Linked DNA regions of Mus musculus: all the other regions are linked to region 2. A link is a contact called in public HiChIP or PLAC-seq and promoter capture Hi-C data. All regions are on one chromosome and are shown on one strand. Each heading gives the region's core, a stretch centred on a gene start, on an enhancer-like site or on the middle of the called end of the contact. The rest is flanking DNA. Distances are from core to core; before and after follow the strand shown.

What was found. HiChIP or PLAC-seq counts read pairs in DNA pulled down with a chosen protein or histone mark. Capture Hi-C pulls out chosen DNA fragments and counts their contacts.
Region 1: a promoter capture Hi-C map of adipose tissue shows a contact between it and region 2. The contact joins the promoter of Desi1 here to the promoter of Ep300 in region 2. A contact is called at or near these places in 1 of 39 promoter capture datasets (erythroid cells), 3 of 115 datasets of contacts at active chromatin or transcription factors (the SCID.adh cell line, embryonic stem cells and memory CD8 T cells) and 1 of 9 other capture datasets (adipose tissue).
Region 3: a contact with region 2 is called in a FOXA1 HiChIP or PLAC-seq map of pancreatic cancer cells. The contact joins the promoter of Mrtfa here to the promoter of Ep300 in region 2. A contact is called at or near these places in 4 of 484 Hi-C or Micro-C datasets (CD4 T cells and embryonic stem cells) and 1 of 115 datasets of contacts at active chromatin or transcription factors (pancreatic cancer cells).

The regions. Positions count from the first base shown.
Region 1 is chr15:82,013,676-82,017,512 of GRCm38.p6, reverse strand. Desi1 (desumoylating isopeptidase 1) reads left to right here and starts at 1,293. Exons shown (of 6, transcript NM_134095.3): 1 at 1,293-1,635. The coding sequence starts at 1,548. Xrcc6 (X-ray repair complementing defective repair in Chinese hamster cells 6) reads right to left here and starts at 1,144. Exons shown (of 13, transcript NM_010247.2): 1 at 1,038-1,144; 2 at 315-403. The coding sequence starts at 390.
Region 2 is chr15:81,584,787-81,588,564 of GRCm38.p6, reverse strand. It overlaps Ep300 (E1A binding protein p300), which reads right to left and starts at 2,351. Exons shown (of 31, transcript NM_177821.6): 1 at 1,843-2,351. The coding sequence starts at 1,936.
Region 3 is chr15:81,189,376-81,193,167 of GRCm38.p6, reverse strand. Mrtfa (myocardin related transcription factor A) reads left to right here and starts at 2,432. Exons shown (of 14, transcript NM_001082536.2): 1 at 2,432-2,661. It overlaps 4930483J18Rik (RIKEN cDNA 4930483J18 gene), which reads right to left and starts at 2,315. Exons shown (of 2, transcript NR_015603.1): 1 at 2,163-2,315; 2 at 411-1,351.

The DNA of each region.
Region 1 (3,837 bases), core at 44-2,543, 430 kb before region 2:
ATAAAATAAAAATAAGTAGATTTTTTTAAACAATCAAAAATATGTAAAAAATAAAGTGACAAATATTACCATGGACAGAGTCATTTATTGAAGATTAATAAATTCTCTATCGTGGTTAGTAAAAAAAAAAAAAGGAAAATAGGGTTAGGAATGTTCATAGAGTGAAATAGGATCTAAATAATAACTGTAAAACTCAAAGGGAGAAAAAATATTTTAGATTATCTGAGGAGAAAAGGGAGGGATATCAGACAACATAAAGTGCTCCCAGCAAAAAAAAAAGTACACAGCGAAAATCTTCCACACAGGCCACTTACCACCTGTGTCGGGGCTCTCCTCCTCCTCTTCCTCTTCCTCGCCCTCAGTTTTGTAGTAGGACTCCCACTCTGACATGTTGGTTTGCTCACTAGGTGAGAGAAGTTATGAATTTAAATGAAAAAAAAAAAAAAAAAAAAAACCAAGGCAGGTAGCTCTGTGGTAATGCGCTTTCCTACAGTGTACCCGGACCTATGCCACACACACCAGAAAAAAAAAGAGAGACAGACAGACAGACTTCTGGGTTCTCTTTAGATCTGTTCTAAATGCTCGGGTCACTAATAAAGAATGTGAATGATGGCTCCTGCTTCCTCCAAAGCTCTCCATATCATTGGAGAGGCAAGAGAAATGTGCATGGGGTCATTGCTGCAACAACCTCCCCTTGGCTATCCCTTAAGGATGCTGCAGGACCAAAATGGCTAGGGGTGAGGGCGAGGTATAACATAGCGGCTCAGCACTGAAGGTCCTATCTCGAGCTCCAACTGGACTGGGACGGTACTTGGTGCTCTGGCTGAAACATTCGTCTTCATTTCTCCCCCAACCTTCAGCTAGAGATTGGCTCAACCACCAGTCCTGTTCCGCCTTCTGGGGAGAAAGGAGCATGACCCAGGTCCTGCAGGTCGACAGCGCTGCTCCGTGGTGAGGCCAGGGGTCGCGCGACACTAAGCGTGCAAGCAAGCCACCAAGGCAGGCCTCATCCAACACATGTGGTGCGGCGAACCTACCTTAACCGCAGGCGGGCAAGCCACTGGGACAGCAGAAGGTGGGCACCACGTCCACGCGGGCTCCTTGTCTCTCGCCCAATCAGCGACGTTGCGTCATCACGCACAACACGCCCTTCGACCCTTCAAGCGGGCACGCCCACTCGCATTTCCCGCTTCCACCCCCTGTTCCCTAAACTGGAACGCTTGCGGCCAGAGAAAGCCCCGCCCCTCGCTTGAAGCTCCGCCCCCGAAACCCGTCAGCACCGAACGCACATGCGTGAAAGTGCGTCCCCGCCCCTGCCCCCTGTTCCGTGCGGAGTCTCTGGGATCTCTCTCTCTGTCACCTCACAGTAGTCGTTGCCGGTCGCGGGTGTCCGGGCGCGAGCAGCGCAGGGCCGCCTCTCCCCCGCCCTCAGGCCGGGCCCCGGCTCGGTCCCCCGCTCCCTCTTCTCCCCACCCCGGTCGGGTACCGGAAGGTCCAAGCCGCTGCCGGGTGCCCGAGGGCCATCGTGGCCGCCGCCACGGGTCCTGATGGAGCCGCCAAATCTCTATCCGGTGAAGCTCTACGTGTACGACCTGTCCAAGGGCCTGGCCCGCCGGCTCAGCCCCATCATGCTGGGTGAGGGGACCGGGGTCAGTGGGAAGAAGGCAGGTGGCCGCTGGAAGCGATCCACCGAGGGGGGTGGGGGAAGACGGGCCCATGGGTGGTAGGAAAGATCCACTAGGGCAAGGACAGTGAGGTGGGATTCCCTGAACCCCTGTCCAGCTTCATGATCTAAGCCAAGGAGACACACGCTCCGGCTGAGAGCAAGCTCCTCTTCAGCTAGAGACTGGGGCTAGCCGACTGATCTTGGTGGATTCCCCAAGAAGCCAGGGAACCCTGCTTCTTTAGCTCAAAGTAGAGAAAGTGAGGATACCTCCAGCTCGTGTCCCTGGTGGTGGAAGCAACACTGCAGACGAGATCCTCTGGTGTCCCTCGGAGCGACTGCCCTCCGCGCCAAAAGGAAATTCCCTCTGCAGTCCTTGGAGTGGATGGGAAGAGAGCGCTAGAGCGGTGGAAGGCTTGAGCCCTTGCCGGCTCCAGGTTAGGTCAAGTCAGGTCACCCTGAGCCAGATCTTGGAACTAATTACGTTCTGTCCGACGATGCAATTTTCGCTCAACAGTTAATTGCTTTTGACCAGATGGTAAGAAAGCAGTTCTGGGGGAGGACCGGATGCTGTATCGGTGAGGATATCGGTTGTGCTCAGTTCAAATGGTTTCATGCTGAGAGAGAAAAAGAGCCCTTCAGTGTAGGTCCAACTTCACTTCAAGTCAAATACCAAAATGTCTGTCATATAGGATTTGTCAGGCTTGTCATTTCAGGTAATGGTGGACAGGAATGGATTTCAGGGATTGAAACTGACATAGTTTTGCATCATTCAATAAATAGCTATAGTGTTTCCTGGAGACATTGGAGGAAGGCCTATTTCTTAAGGAACACAAGGGGCAGGGATCAAGGAAGCAAGGCAAGTTTTGAGGACATCCATTTGTGATGTGTCACTGAGTTGAACTTACTAATCCTTTAACCCTGGGGCAGCGAGTGGTTTCTAAATGTGGTTTCCCATCAGAATCATCTAGGATGTTCGTTAAAAACACAAATACCTGACTGAGGCTGTTGCTCACTCACTGGTAGAGTTCCTGCTTGGCATGCTCCAAGCCCTGGGGTTTGATCTCTAACATGGAAACAAAAAACAAGTGCATTCATTTCCAACATACATTGTCAGATGGGATGGGGTGGGGGGAGCTGAAAAAACTGTATTAGAACCAACTGGGTGAAACACTCCGATGATCCTAGTACTAAGGAGGCTGAGGCAAGAGGGCTGTGGGTTCAAGACCAACAAGCTGGGCTACACACACACCTGAGGGAATAAAAGAAGAAGAAAGGAAGTGAAGAGAGAGAGAAAAAGCTCAGGTCAAAACGGTTCCTCTACCAAAGAAACTGGTAGCAGACAGAGTGGAAGGAAACTTTGCCCTAAACTACTTTGTACTAAATGTGTGCACATTTTGTGAGTCTTACATGTGCGAATTGTGGAACCATGCTTCACAGATACTAAGCCAGAGTCTTTGGAAATATGTTATTTTTAATGAGTGTTTTGGATCATTCTTTATGTAGCCAGCCCATTATCCTTAGAGAGAGATTTGGACCTAAGTCATGGGTTGTTGGCGGGGGTTAGGGTCCGGTCATGACTCGGTGGTAGAGGCCTTGCTTAACAAGGCCCGAGCTCAGTCTCCCGCACACCTGAGAAGAAAGGAAGGCAAATCTGAAAGCAAAACCTGCAAGCATTCTTCTTGTTGTTTGTTTGGGGAACGTTTGAGCCATTGGTAGATTATATCAGTCAGGTTCCAGCTAAGTTCCTTGGAATGCAGCCATGTCTTCAGTTTTATCACAGAGAGGCATCGTTTGTTTCCTTGACCCATAAAGCGCCCTCCAGACTGATTTTTTTTTTCAAAAAGGTATTTTTTATTATTATACATAAGTACACTGTAGCTGTCTTCAGAAGCACCAGAAGAGGTCGTCAGATCTCATTATGGGTGGTTATGTGCTACCATGTGGTTGCTGGGATTTGAACTCAGGACCTTCAGAAGAACAGTCAGTGCCACCTTGCTACCCCACCCCCAGGCTGATTTTTATATTGGTCCTAAAACCTAATAATTATGTTTTTAGCTGAAAGAGACACTAGATATTGTTGTTTCATTAAACAAATAAGTGCTTAGGCAAGTGCTGATGTTTAGTGTGTTAATGTTTAACAAAGCTGGGTAGACTGGGAAAAGATGTTTGCA
Region 2 (3,778 bases), core at 1,102-3,601:
GTGAATTCCAGGACATCTAGACCCACACAAAGAAAACCCCAGCCCCACCACTACCACCCAAAGACTCCAGTAATGACATTCAAAGATACCCAAAGCAAGTTTTCCCTTTTTTAACCATGAAAGTTAGCCAAAAGCTATACAATTTATCAGATAAAGAATGCAGTAGTCCATCTGAACAGAATTACATGAACAGACTTTATGACTAAGTCACTCAAAATCAGAACATCCAAAAATTTAATTTTAAAAAGTTTTCCATAATATTTCTTGTTACTGGCTATGTCAAATATGGTAACTTGTGAACATGTTACAGAAGTACACTTATTATGGGGGCAGAGGAGGAAACAAAAATCCAGAGCAAATATGTCTATAAAATATCTATGCCTATGAATTTCAAAGACATAATTTAAAAAAAATTCTCTAAGACTACGGAAACTTTACAGCTGAATGCTCACATATAACTAAAGTTAGAGCCTTAGAACACTGCAAGACTTATCCTTCCCAACTGTTGCAGGTGAGCAAAACTCATGGTTCGAAATACAGCTGCTAAAAAAGCAGAGTAATGCACTAGTTCTATCTTATTTCCAGGCCTTAATAGAAATCCTACTCAGAAACATGGCCCACACATTCTCTACAACTTGCAGGGTACGTTTAACTCCACTATACACTCTCATTGGCAGAAGGAGAGATCTGGAGCCTCTTCTCTGAGTTAAAGGGATGCTTGCAGTAAGGAGGAACATCTAGTGGACTGTCAGATGACTAGCCATTCTTCTTCTTCTTCTTCTTTTTCTTCTTCTTCTTCTTCATTATCCTGGCCTCTCAAACAAGTCAGACAGCAAGAGAGGACCAGGTCAGTGATCATCAGAATAACACTAAACTAACAGTAAGCAGGAAAAAGAACAGACAAGGGAGAGTCTCCCTTCAGGTCTCCTAACAAAGGGGCTGACTGGAGAAAAGAATTCCTTCATCTTGTAAACTGGAATTGCAAAGGTCCAAAAAGCAAAACAAAACAAACATGCAAGCACAAAACCTCCTGTTCATTTTTAAACTTGTACAATCACTTTAGTTGGAAGTTCATGACTGGGAGTCTTTCAACTTATTATCTCCCATTTCTAAGTACCTAATTCCAGAAAGGCTTCATCTTTTTTCTTTCCCTTCTAAGTAAGAGTGTGACAAACTGCAAAGGAAACGCCTCAGGTCTACACCTCAACACGCAGTTTGAGACATTTTGGTTTCATGGCAAATGGATATAAAATAAACTGCGGTCCATACTGACTCTTGAGGCAAGGATGGGGAGAGGGGACCTAAGAATGAAATTTTGTTGAACTTTAGTTACACTTAAAACCTTGGATCGCAGACACCAAGATTTGTCTTCCGCCCCCATTCCTCAACAGAAAATCTGCCTCACAGGAGCAAAAATCATTAAAGGTGGGAAAGCAGAGAAAAAAAGAATTCATTGCAACAGGGGAGAAAGAGCTGAAATCCCTCATTCACCAGTAACAAAAATAGTAAAAGTGCATAAAAGCCCTCACACACGATTGTACCGGCATTTCCCAAATTAAATTGCATGGAGCCAACAATAAAGGTCCCCGCAGCTCCCACTTCCAACCTCTTAATTCCAGAACACACAACGATCTGACATGACATAGTGTTGCAATGAATGTATCAGAAGGCAAAGAAAATGGTTGGGCTACTGGACGTCTTCGACCAGTCCATTCAAAAACCTTTAAAATTAAACACCGGCCGGGGAAATGGGAAGAGATACACAGAAGCACCCTGGAATGAAGGTGCAACGAGCAGAAAAGACGAAGGGAACTATGGAAGGCCGGGAGTCCCGAGACTAACCTGTGCCATCGCTGGCGGACGCCGAGAGGGCCGGAGATGAGAGTTTAGGCCGCTTGGCTGAAGGCGGCCCGGGTTCCACCACATTCTCGGCCATTTTTAATTCTTTCGGAGATACAACCGAGGAAAAAAACGAGAATCCTGAGGAAATCTCTTCTCCGAAACGGGGTCCCCGCCCCGCTCCTAAGGGTGGGCTCCGGAGCTCCGCCGCCACCCAACAGGGGTGGGGGGAAGTTCCTTTTTCTCTTCGCCTGGTTGCGGTGGCCGGAGAGGGATGCGGACTCAACAGAAATGGTAGGGGCAAGTGCGAGGGGCCGGGCCTAAACCAGGCCGGGAGGAGGGTACAGCAACACTGATCCCACGAGCACGTCCGCTGCAGCGAATTCTCGGGAACTCACAGCTCTACAGACGCAGTCCCCAGCCCGCCACGGCGAGCCCCTGCCCAGCCGAGGTCTCTCGGAGCTCCGCCGCCGCCATCAGCTTCTTCCTCCTCGGCGCTGTCCTCCTCCTTCTCATCGCCACAAGGAGGCGGGGGCGAAAAAGGGGGAGAGGAGGAGGCGACCAGAGACACTCACCTCCTCCCGGTGCCCCCTCCCGGGCCTGCGCCCCCACCCTGAGAGCCGCCCTCCTCCTCCTCCTGCCGCTGCGCTCCGCGCCGCCGCTGCCGCACCGGCCCCTAATGGCCACACTGAGCTCAGCCGAGCCGAGAGCCAGACTGGCGCCGGGGCCGCCTCACATCGCGCAGCGGACAAGCAGAGGCGCAGCAGCGACGACGCCGAGCGTGGAGCTCGCCGGCCCGAAGGGCCAGGGGGGCCGGGCCGGGCCAAGCAGGGCCGTCCGCCCGCAAGCCCGCGCTGACGCCGAGCCCACCGACGCGGCCTCTCCGCGCGCCGCGCTTCTCCGCCTCCACTCGCAAGCCCGGGGAGGAGAAATCAGTCCGGCCGCCTCCCTGGCCCTCACCCCCCCGGCAGCCAGGTGCCTGCCGGGGGCTCGGCTCGGGGGCCGCCTCGGACGGCGGGCAGAGGCGCCGCGGGGCGCGGGCTTATGTAATGGTTTCCCCCCCTTAGGCGTCGACGCCGGCCCGGGCTGCGGTGGGGGTGTGTGCGGGCAAGGAGGGGACTGAGGGTCGCCTCAGCCTTTGCGCCCCGGGGCCCCCAACCACTGTCTCGGTCCCGGCCGCTGCTCTCCAGCCAGGTACCCTCCTCACTCCCTGCTCGCGCAGTTCGCACTCAGCCGGGCGTCCCGCTTGCCCCACTCTCTCTCTCCCGGTCCCTCTCCGCTCTCTCTCCTCCTCCCCCCACCCCCCCCACAGGCTAGCACACAAACAAGATGGCGGCTGTTGTTTCTTGCCTCTGCCGAATCCTCCTTACAGGATAGCGGTAGCGGCGGCGGCGGCCGGAAATGAGCCAAGATTGGGGGGGGGGGGAGGTGAGAGGGGGAGGGGCCGAGAAACAGGGAGGCGGGGCGAGGGCGGGGCCTCTGCCTTGCAGCTCACACAATGGGGGAAGCGGCGCCGGGGGCGGTGCCGGCTCCAATCACGGGATCCGCCCAAGGGCCCCAACGCGGTAGGCGCTTCCGCAAACTCCCCCGGCGTCACTCGGTGGCTCCCTTTAAAGGGGAGGTTTTGAAAGAAGTTGTGGGGGGGGGGGGGGTCCGGGGTGAACTTAGAACGTATTTTCGGTCGGTGGACAGTTAGGTGCCTGGGCTGGGTCTCTGAGCAGAACCGAGTCAAAGCTCAGGCGCTCCTCTGCGAAAACAAGGAAAACCACGGTCAGAGCTCCCGGGGTTTGCCCTCTCAGGTTGATCTTTGGAACCCCATTAAATCCGCCAAACACCTGTGTTTCATCGTAGACACACATTCCATCCTCTTCATAGCCTTCTCGAAAGCAGCAGTTCATATCTCAAAGTCACATTGCTAGTCCTTTAAGTTTTCTCTGAA
Region 3 (3,792 bases), core at 1,183-3,682, 400 kb after region 2:
TTACACCAGGGTTGCGTCTTTGTGGACAATATCCAGTATGCCCTGCCTTGGGCTTATCTTGGAGAAATCTTCACCACACCAGTAATTCCAGACTGGAGGACTTTCTCCTCTGAGGGTGCCTCTGCATGTGTCATCTGTTAGTCAGGACTCAGCCTACTGTGGAAGTCTCTCAAGCATTACCTTAGCTTCTCCCAACTTAGCGCAGGTACCCCAAGGCTACGGTTTACCGAATCTCCTCTGTCTCACCCCTCAGTGAGACACGTACCTCAAGAAGTTACGTGTTGTACAAGGTGTGGTGATGAGTGCTCAGAAGCCCAGGACCCGGGACGCGAAAGCAGGAGGGTCATGAGTTCAAGGTCATCCTTGACCATATAGCAAGTTAGAGGACTTATATACATAAAATCTTATTTCATTTTAAGTTTTTATTTATATAGCATATATAGTTATTGAACATATAATTTTATTAGGGCTTTTGTGGTTTTTTTTTTTCTTTCTTTCTTTTTTTTTTTTTTTAATCTTGGGAGGGAAGGTGTGACTAAGAGGCCACAGGATCTGGGCTACCTCCAAGGTTCTGTGATGAGACACATGGTACGGAACTTGAAGCTGACTTACAGATGAATAACTGGGAATTACTCAGGGCCGGGCTGGCTTACTGCAGTGGATAGAGAGAGTTGCAGCTCCTTCTCCTATCCCAACAGAGCCACACACCACTGAGAAGTCTGGGAGATTTCCGGGGGAGAACGGAAGCCATACAGAGTAACTCACTCAGAGATGTAACATGCGTTACCTCCTTCCAGTCACTGTGGCTTCCCATGTCTGTCAGGATGCCCCTGAGGGTTTCTGCTTCTACAGTGTTAACCCTTGCTCTCACACTGGGGACTCTGTTCTCCAGAACCTTCTTTCTTTTTCCTTGTGTCCAGCAGCTCTGTCCTTGCAAAAGCACAGCTATCTTGCAAGAGCCCCTCAAGACTGGGCTTGTTGACTGTAGATGTTCCTGCATTGACGGAAGGACTTAGGGGGGGCTTCTCTGAATCCTTGCTGGATCCCAGTTACCTCCTCCAACATCCCCCCGCTCATTGGGGAGAGGAATCTCTCAAGTCCTCAATTTTGCCCTAGCTGCTTGAGGTCTTGTGACTTGGCTAGAGTTGTGTAGATTATGGAAGTTTAACTGAACTGTGTATGTCATCTACGCAGCTATGGGGACATCATCATCCATGCTGGGGTGCAACTTTTTGGTGGTCTCGCTGCTTTGGGGGCCAGCCATGATTTCTTAGCAAGCCCAATAAACTCACTGGTTTTCCACGTTGGACTCTGGGGCAATCATACTTCAGTTTATCCAGTGGATGGTGGCCTAAAAGGAGGAGATAGACGGTTGTTTATATCTCCCAAGGGAAAGTGTTTCGGAAACACTAAGGCACCAAGTCCGAATTATTTCTCCTTTTCAGCGCTCTCCCCCTTTGTTGGGGGGAAGGGGTGGTGTTCCAGAAAAGGGGCCTCCATAGTGGCTCTTAGCAACTTGACCGGGTGGGCTTTAACTAGTCTCACCGCTTTAGTAGATAAGTCTCTTTAAATGTTGGATTTATGCAGTTATGCTCTCTCTCTCTCTCCCACACATACACCCACACACCCACACACACACAGACATACACACACTTTTAGGCTACACACCAGCAGTTTAGAATTTTAAAGTTGGAAGAGCCGCCCAGATTCATTTAGTGCAGTGAGGCCCCGGATAAAATCTGGGTTCATTCAACTCTTTCCCTCCAGCTGCAAGCGCTTCCGCTGTTGATAAATAATCTCAACAGTCTAGGCAGGTAGGTGTCAGTCCTTTTACCGGAGGAGAACCGACTCAGAGAAAAAAAGCGCTTGGCCACGGAAGGGCAGGGACATGACAGAGTTCAGGGCTCCAGGCCAGAGCGGCATTTATTGTGTCCTTTCGGGAAATGCGAATGTGAAATAATCGACTTGGGAGTCCCGGCGGAGCAAAGACAGGAGGAAGGACCAAGATGAAGACTGCAGGATTTTTGCATTAAACCTCCAGGCTGGGCACCGAACCCTAGGTAGCTAGCTCCGCGGTCACCCTTTGACAGGGTGATCAGATGTGTTACGGTTTCTTTAAGACCCAGACTCCGCCCCCCGGCTCATCGCCGACCTCCTCCCACCTCTTGGCGGCCGCTCCGCCAGTTCCAGACTTCCTTCAGCGATGAAGTCATCTCTCAGTTACCGATTGGCTGCGCTATGATGTCAGTCACAGAAGTCGCGCCGCCGTACTAGCCTCCCTCGTTCCTCTTCCTTCGGCGAACGCCCCCTAAATCGGGCTAGCCCTAACGGCGCTAGGTTTCTGATTGGTCGATACGGCTGTCGCTCCCAGGCGGGTAGGGGGGAGGGTGCGGAGGCGGGACCCGGAGTGGTGGGAGGGCCCGCAGCTTCCGTGGCTGAGTGGAGCCGGCGGCGGTCGTGTCTGCGGTGTCCCCGGCGGCAAGAACGACCGTCCCACCCTCCCCACCCCCTCGTTCCCGCTCGCCACGCTCCCTCGGCTTGCGCGGACCTCTCCCTAACTTGGTGCAGTCTGACTGGTACTAGAGGCTCGGGAGGATACGTGAGCGGCTGGCACCGGAGTGGGGCGAGCCGCGGAGCCCGGGCCAGGAGGCGAACGAGGCGGTGAGTGAGAGTTCGGGCAGGGTCCCCCTCCCCCACCGGCCCCGCCCCGCTCGAGCATCCTTTCTCCCCTCGACCCTTCCGCGTGTGCCCTGGACCGGCCGGCCGCTGTAGGCTCCGAGCCCGGGATTGCCTCCCGCAGTCCTCCACTCCAGTCCCGCCCTTTCCCAAGGGGCTGGGGTCTCAAAGCCCTGGTCACTCGACAGGACAGTCGAGTGCGACCGTGCACCTGTGCACCGCCTTGCAGGGCTGTGCTGGCTAGGGAGCAGCTAGGTTCCCGCCCTGGCTGCTCCCCGAGTGTGTGTAATCTGCTTGGGACCGACCGGTCGAGCGCTTTCTCCCGGCCCTTGTGCAAACCTGGAGGATCCAGGTGCAATCCGCAGGCTTCTCGTGGCAAGGAGGTTCACCTGGACCTGACGACCATATAGCAGCATGGGTGCCTCCAGGTCTGCAGGGCTCCGCAGATTTGAAACTTGACCGCCAAAGAAGTGTCCGTCTCGCGTGTGTGTGTGTGTGTGTGTGTGTGTGTGTGTGTGTGTGTGTGTATGTGTGTGTGACTGTTTGTCTATGTACCTTTGATGACTTCCGCCCTCCTCGCTCCATAAGAAAACACTAATACTATAGAGTGGTTAGTGCTGGAGCTTTCCCTGTTAGATTATCAAACCTACGTTTAGATTGCTTATCTGGAAAATGGAACTAACAATACCTATTACATTGGAATGCAGACAGTAAATGAAAGAATTCGTAATAAAACGCTTGGAATGGTGTTCAACACATACAAGGAAGGGATCCAAGAAAAGACGAGTATCCTGATGTTGAGAACTGCTGGATAGGTGTGTGAGTACAGTATAGCTTGTCTTTGTCAGGATTTCTCTTTGTTAGATGACAGAACCAAAGGACAGACTGGTGGTCAGTTTACTGCTTGCCCGAATACTTTGGCATAAAGTGTGTGAAGACTAAGAATGTGAACTTCATTACTTAAATATGATGAAATTACACCTATGCTTCATGGGTTCACATAGTTTTAAAATCCATAAAGTGTCCGGAATGTCCCCAAATTGTAAGTTTTCGAGATCTGAAGCCAAAGCCTGTAGCCTGATCTTTATGTTCAAGAAGTCAAACTTAAGGGCTTTA